2 separate regions of the Sus scrofa genome follow, and region 1 is linked to region 2. The links are chromatin contacts, called in public Hi-C maps. All regions are on one chromosome and are shown on one strand. Each heading gives the region's core, a stretch centred on a gene start, on an enhancer-like site or on the middle of the called end of the contact. The rest is flanking DNA. Distances are from core to core; before and after follow the strand shown. Region 1 holds the start of TTYH2 (protein tweety homolog 2). Region 2 holds the start of KIF19 (kinesin-like protein KIF19).

Region 1 (2,981 bases), core at 135-2,634, 78 kb before region 2:
TGGGGAGGCCTCACGTTTCTGTTCTGCTTCTTTGCTTCACTGGCCACTTGTCTAAGTCAGCAGGCCCCTGGGGAAGCAGCTAAGATGGTCACTGGCTAGCTGGTCGCAGACTGGCCAAGCAGGTTTGTGTGTTCCAAGCTGCACCCTGTGGCTGCAGGTGGCCCTGAAGGTGAGCTTTTCCAGGCAGTCTCTGTCTTTACCTGTGGGGTGCAGGCCCCCCTCCCTCCGGGGTCAGGGCTGGCTCCTGCCACTTCCCTGCAGGCAGACCCCTCTCCTCCCTTCTGTAATGCGTTGGCATTTGATCTAATCTTCCTAGAGGAATGCCAAATCCTCATAACTTCCGGCTTGGTGTGTGGCCTGTGGCCCGTGGCCCATGGCCGGGCTCAGCAGCTGCAGCCTGTGCTGTTGAGAAGGAGGGGGGCACAGAGGGGAGCTTGTACATGGCACCAGGCAGTGCCTAGCCCCGAGGTCCCGGGGCTGCATGGTCATGCTGTTTATCAGTGCCCATTAAGGGCCCAGTGGAATCGCTTCAGGTCCATTTTGCTCAGCTACCAGCCCGACTGGTTCAAGACCAAAACCCTTCCCAGGGCCTGTGGGGCCAGGTGACCCAGGCTTACCTTGCCAGCGTCTTTCCTTTTTTTTTTTAATGTATTTATTTTAAAGTAAGGCTGGAGTTCCCTGGTGGCTTAGCAGTAAAGGATTTGGCGTCACTGCTGTGGCTCTGGTGAGATCCTTGGCCTGGGAACTTCTGCCTGCCGCAGGAGCAGCCAAAAATAAAGTAAGGCTAATTGAGATATAATTCAGTGAAACTCGCTCCTTTGGGTACACAGTTCTGCATAGTTGGACATTACAGCTGTGTAACCACCACAGCAATCCAGAGAAAATATTACCATCACCCCAAAGTTCCCTCTTGCACTGCAGCCCCTGGCAGCCAGCCCCTGATCTGTCTTTCTGTGTAGTTTCCCCGCCTCCTTGTCACTCCCCTCACCCCGGGGTTTGCACTTCCTGATTCCCCTTCTGCTCCTTGCAGACCTTGGTCTCCGATGTCACAGTGTACTGTCTGTACCCCCATGCTCAGAATCCATCCTCCCCCAGCCCTCAGCTATTAGCTCTTGGGCCATTCTTTAGGAAACATCCCCGCCCCCCAGACCTCGCCCCCCTTTACATACTGGGCCCTTGAAAGCACTTAAGGGGGGTTGTAGTTCATCACCGTATGGGATAAAAGCTGCCTCCCCTCCCCTATTAAACGTCAGACCCCACGCCGGCAGGGACGTGCATGTTTTGGTTATCGCTATACCCCTTAGAACAGAGATGTTCAAAATTTGCTGAAGACCCCTGTGAGAGGGACAGCGCCCTCCAGCGTCCTTGCCCCGCCGGGCGCCTGGGCTTTGGGCAGGCATGCGCAGATGGGACAGCCGCCGCGAGGCGCAGGGAACCTTGACCCGGACTGTGACCGCCCGGAAGAGAGGCCTCGGCCGCAGAACAGACTCCACCTCCCACACCTGGATCTCTGAGAGAAGAAGGGACGTCTGGCGTCTGTCCCCCTCTAGCAGCCAAGTATGTTTGCTGGCATTTCACCCGCAAGTTCCGCCTCCTCCAAGCCAGAAGTCCTGAAGTCTCTGGGGTTTCTTTTCTCACGGGCGTCTTCCGCCCGTGTCTCTATGCCCCCTCGCTACCACTTGCGACTGTTTGCAACCCAAGGCGGATCCCGTCAGGTCTCCTTAACTCCCCCACTCCCATCTCACCAACCTCAGGCGGCCCTTTATCCTCCCCTGGACCCTGTCCCAAACCTTAACCACCCCCTTCCCGCCCCCTCGCGTCCCGCCTTCCCGGCACGCTGTTTGGGTCGCAAGACCTCCGCCTCGGAGAGTGCGATCTGCCCCCAGGCTCCATCGGGCCCGGGCCTACACCCCCACCCGGTATCCCCGCCGCCGCCTGGTGCGCGGACCCTGCTCTGCTTTTCTCCAGAGCACCGCTAACTTAGCGCGGTTTCTGTCTTCACATGGGGACTGCTACCATCCACCCCTAAAATGAGGTCCTCTTCCCTCGAGAGATTCTGGCCGCTTGCGTTCACGGATAGAACAGAGTCCGGCACAGAGTAGGCGCTCAGGAAACTTGTGTTGACGGCTCTGGCGCCTCCCTGAGACCTCTCGCCCTTCCCCGCCTTTCCCCTCGAGACACCTCCCGGGTCTCTGCCCCAGGGGGCCCGCCCCGTGCCGCCGGCTAGGAAGAATCGGCTGCCTTTCTCAATCCCCATGGCTTTCCAGGCGACACCCATTAGTTGTTTGGGCAGATGGATTGGGCGCTCCCAGGGCAGGACCAAGTCTTTGAGTGCACCTGGTTTATAGAGTGGGACGCTCCATCACGGTTGAGACTGAATTTAGAACCAGTGACTCGGGGACTGAGCGTTGCTCCCTTCCGTCCCCAGTCTGTCAGTTCACTAGCCTCTAAAAGCGCTAGCAGCGGCCGGCCTCGCCTCCCTCGTGCCACCACTGCCCACCGTCCTCACAGACACTATGGTGCTTGATTTGAGAAGTAACCAGAAGCCCGGGGATCTGGAGACTGCTGTTAAGAGACAGATTCTGAGAGCTGTTTTCACTTCTCTTTCCACCTCTTTCGTCCGTGGGGCCGGGACAGATTCCAGACCAAAAGAAGGCTTCGGGTTCTTGGGCGCGACCCTTCGTAGCCCTAGGGTGAGCCCAGGGCGAGGGGCCGGATCCAGGAGGGGGCCCGGGCGGGCGCGCGCTTAGGGGGCGGGGCCCAGTCCGGGGCCGGGCGGGGCCTGGGGCAGGGGCGGGGCCTGGGGCGGGGCGGGCGCGCGTCCCGGGCCAGCAGGCGACGGCGGCGGCGGCGGCGGCCGCAGCGGGCGGGCGCACTCCGGCAGAGCCATGCCCGCGGCGCGCGTGGAGTACATCGCGCCCTGGTGGGTCGTGTGGCTGCACAGCGTCCCGCACCTGGGTCTGCGCCTGCAGCCGGTGGAC
Region 2 (3,076 bases), core at 549-3,048:
GTTAAGGATCTGGCATTGCCACAAGCTGTGGTCACAGATGTGGCTTCATCTGGCATTGCTGTGGCTGTGGCAGCTGCAGCTCCAATTCGACCCCTAATCCGGGAACTTCCATATGCCTTGGAAAAAAAGACCTCCCCCAAGGACGGCGGTGGCATTGACTCAGGAATCAAGCGAAGGACATTTGAAAATAGAGAAGATTTTGTGACAAATTAGAATCCAAGAAGAGCTGGGACCGCCTGCTTAGAAGCGCCTTTTATTTGGACACCACGGGCCATCCTGGGTGGGATGTGTGTGTGGGGGGAAAAAAAAAAAGAAAAGAGAGAAAAATAGCTGTAATATAATTGACCAGAGGCCTTCGGTGCTGGCCCAAACAGATTAGACCCTGGGGTCTGAAATGCAAGCCCAGAGGGAGTTTTCAATCCAAATGACATGTCTTCAGACTTTCCTGCTCCTCCCTGCAGCTCACCCATTTGCAGACCAGCCAGCTTCCATGTACAGCCCCAGGGGGCAGCCTTGGCCAGTGAACAGGACAAACCCTTGGGACCCCCTGCAAGAGTGTTTCGTTTCTGTGGAGCGTCTCTTGGTTTATCTATTTATCAAAGCTGGGGCCAGGGGCTGCGTCCTGCCATGGTTTATTAATAACTATACCTAACAGATGCTCCTTGGGGGCAGCCGGGGAAGCCAGTCCCAGAGCCCAGGCTGGCATCACGCTCTGCCTCGGGGTGTATGCCAGGCTGTCTGAGACAGTTCTGGGGGATGAGCGGCTCCTTAAAAGGAAAGTGACCTTGCTAGACTCCCCTTGCCCAGTCTTTGCGGGGGTGGGGGTGGGGGGCTGCCTGGTTCAGCTTCAGTGGGGGCAGAAGACAAGAAATATGGACCAACAGAAGTGGGCGGAGCTCCACCATCGCCCAGGAAACTAAGCCCCGGAGGGGGACAGGAAAGACTGGCTCCAGGTGGTTTGGCAAGTTGGATGCCGAGCTGGGACCAGAATCCTATTTTCCCGGGGGGGCCTCCTGAGGCCAGGAATCTTTCCACTGTGTAACTGCTGTTGATCTCCCCAAGAATGGAGACTGCAGCGTTTGACGGACACCTTCTTGCACAGTATCGTGGCTCTTAACAGCAGGCAGGGAACACACAGACCCAGCCGCCTTGACCTAGATTCTGGGTTTCCCCATGAGGTCTTGTTTGCTAGTGGGGTACCTTGAGGCGGGCTCTTCTGGGACACAATCCAAGTAATACAGGTGCTCCCCTGCACGCTCGGGTGGGCAGCCCGGGCCAAAGGCCAACTCTTTACCTCCTCTGTCACTGGACACGGAGTGAAGACTCCACGCCAGAGACACGAGCCACAGCCACGATGCACGCAGCGCCCATGGAAACACAAGGCTGCCCGCCGCCGCCCTGGAGACGCTGAGATCAGACAGGCGGGCAGACTGGCAGCAGATGCGCGTGGCCCCAGCGGCCGGGAGCGCGGCGGGCCTTCGAGTCGCGCGGCCGGACGGGCGCCCCCTGGAGGGCGGTGCGAGGGGAGCCGGGGCCGCGAGCCGGGGGCCGCGGGGAGGGGGAGCCCAGAGCTACCAAACGGACGGACGCGGCGGTGCTCGGCGGACGCGGGGCCGCGCCGGGGGCCGGAGGTTCGCACAGGCGGACAGTCGCCGGGAGAGCGGCGCAGGCTCGGGCGCCTCCTCGGCGGAGGCGACCAGCTTTGGGCCGCAGCGCGGAGGGGCGGGGGCGCGGGGGGCGGGAGGCGCCGTCGGGCCCTCCCCCGGCCCCGCCTCCGGGTCAGCGCCCTCGGCCGCGGGCGCGTTGTTGGTTTCGGGTTGTCAGGCAGCCGCGGCGCAGGCGAGGCTGCGAGGGACCCGGCGGCGGCGGCGGCGGCGGCGGTGGGGGTGCGGCTCGGCCATGCGCGCTGTCGCGGCCTGAGCCCTTCCACCCGCCGGAAGCATGAAGGACAGCGGGGACTCCAAGGACCAGCAACTCATGGTGAGACCCCATCAGCCTCCTCCTCCTCCTCCTCCTCGACCCCTCCATGCCCCACCCCCCCGCGAACCCAAACTCTCCGTCGGCCTCTGGACTGGACTGTGTGCCCCCACGAAGAAGACACTCAGCATCCGGGCTGGGACTGTCCAGAGCAACTTTCCCCAAGTCATGGATGTCACGAAGGAAGGCACCGCGGCCATCCTGCTAAGGCCTGAAAAGTTAACCTGGCTTCAGCCCCGCTCCCCCTTTCCACCCTCCCACCAGGGGACCCCTGGCACTCACCTCTGCAGATGGGCCTCTGGGACAAGACTGCTCTCTGATCCAGAAAAGCCAGGGGCAGGGAGGGCTTGACCTACCCGCCCTGAGAAGAAAGGTGGGAGTTTCCTAGTTCAGGCGATTAAAGGGTTTGGGGAATCACAGGTAGACACAATAGCCGCCCCCACCTGCCAGAGGAGCTGGCACAGGGTTGCAGGTGGCTGGCTTATTGGGTTGCAACACAGAGGCTGCCCTAGTCAGGACTCTAAATGTTTCAGAGAAGTGCTGGAAGCAAACAAGATGCACCCCCCACCCCCCATCCCCGCCCCCTGCCCTGGGATCTGGGGCAGAGGAAGAGGTGTGAGTGGGGGGTGTGGGAGGCGGGTAGAGGCAACTACAGATTTCTTTTTTTTCTTTTGTTTGCTTTTTAGGGCCGCACCAGGGGCATAAGGAGGTTCCCAGACTAGGGGTCTAATCAAAGCTACAGCTGCTGGCCTACGCCATAGCCACAGCAACGCCGGATCCTACCCACTGAGCGGGGCCAGGGATCGAACCTGCAACCTCATGGTTCCTGGTCAGATTCATTTCCGCTGCACCACGAGGGGAACTTCAAAGACAGATTTCTTTTTTTTTTTTTTTTTTTTTTTTTTGTCTTTTGTCTTTTGTCTTTTTGCTGTTGTTGTTGATGCTATTTCTTGGGCCGCTCCCGCGGCATATGGAGGTTCCCAGGCTAGGGGTTGAATCGGAGCTGTAGCCACTGGCCTACGCCAGAGCCACAGCAACGCGGGATCCAAGCCGCGTCTGCAACCTACACCACAGCTCACGGCAACGCTGGATCCTTAAC

What was found. A called contact is a pair of places that touch in the nucleus more often than the background predicts.
Region 1: a Hi-C map of embryonic fibroblasts shows a contact between it and region 2, with 5 times the contacts expected there. The contact joins the promoter of TTYH2 here to the promoter of KIF19 in region 2. A contact is called at or near these places in 1 of 5 promoter capture datasets (liver), 6 of 47 Hi-C or Micro-C datasets (embryonic fibroblasts, heart right ventricle, liver and 3 more) and 2 of 2 datasets of contacts at active chromatin or transcription factors (alveolar macrophages and skeletal muscle).

The regions. Positions count from the first base shown.
Region 1 is chr12:6,879,965-6,882,945 of Sscrofa11.1, reverse strand. TTYH2 (protein tweety homolog 2) reads left to right here and starts at 1,384. Exons shown (of 16, transcript XM_021066683.1): 1 at 1,384-1,557; 2 at 2,429-2,519; 3 at 2,638-2,693. The coding sequence starts at 1,399.
Region 2 is chr12:6,801,788-6,804,863 of Sscrofa11.1, reverse strand. It overlaps KIF19 (kinesin-like protein KIF19), which reads left to right and starts at 1,798. Exons shown (of 20, transcript XM_013980788.2): 1 at 1,798-1,980. The coding sequence starts at 1,942.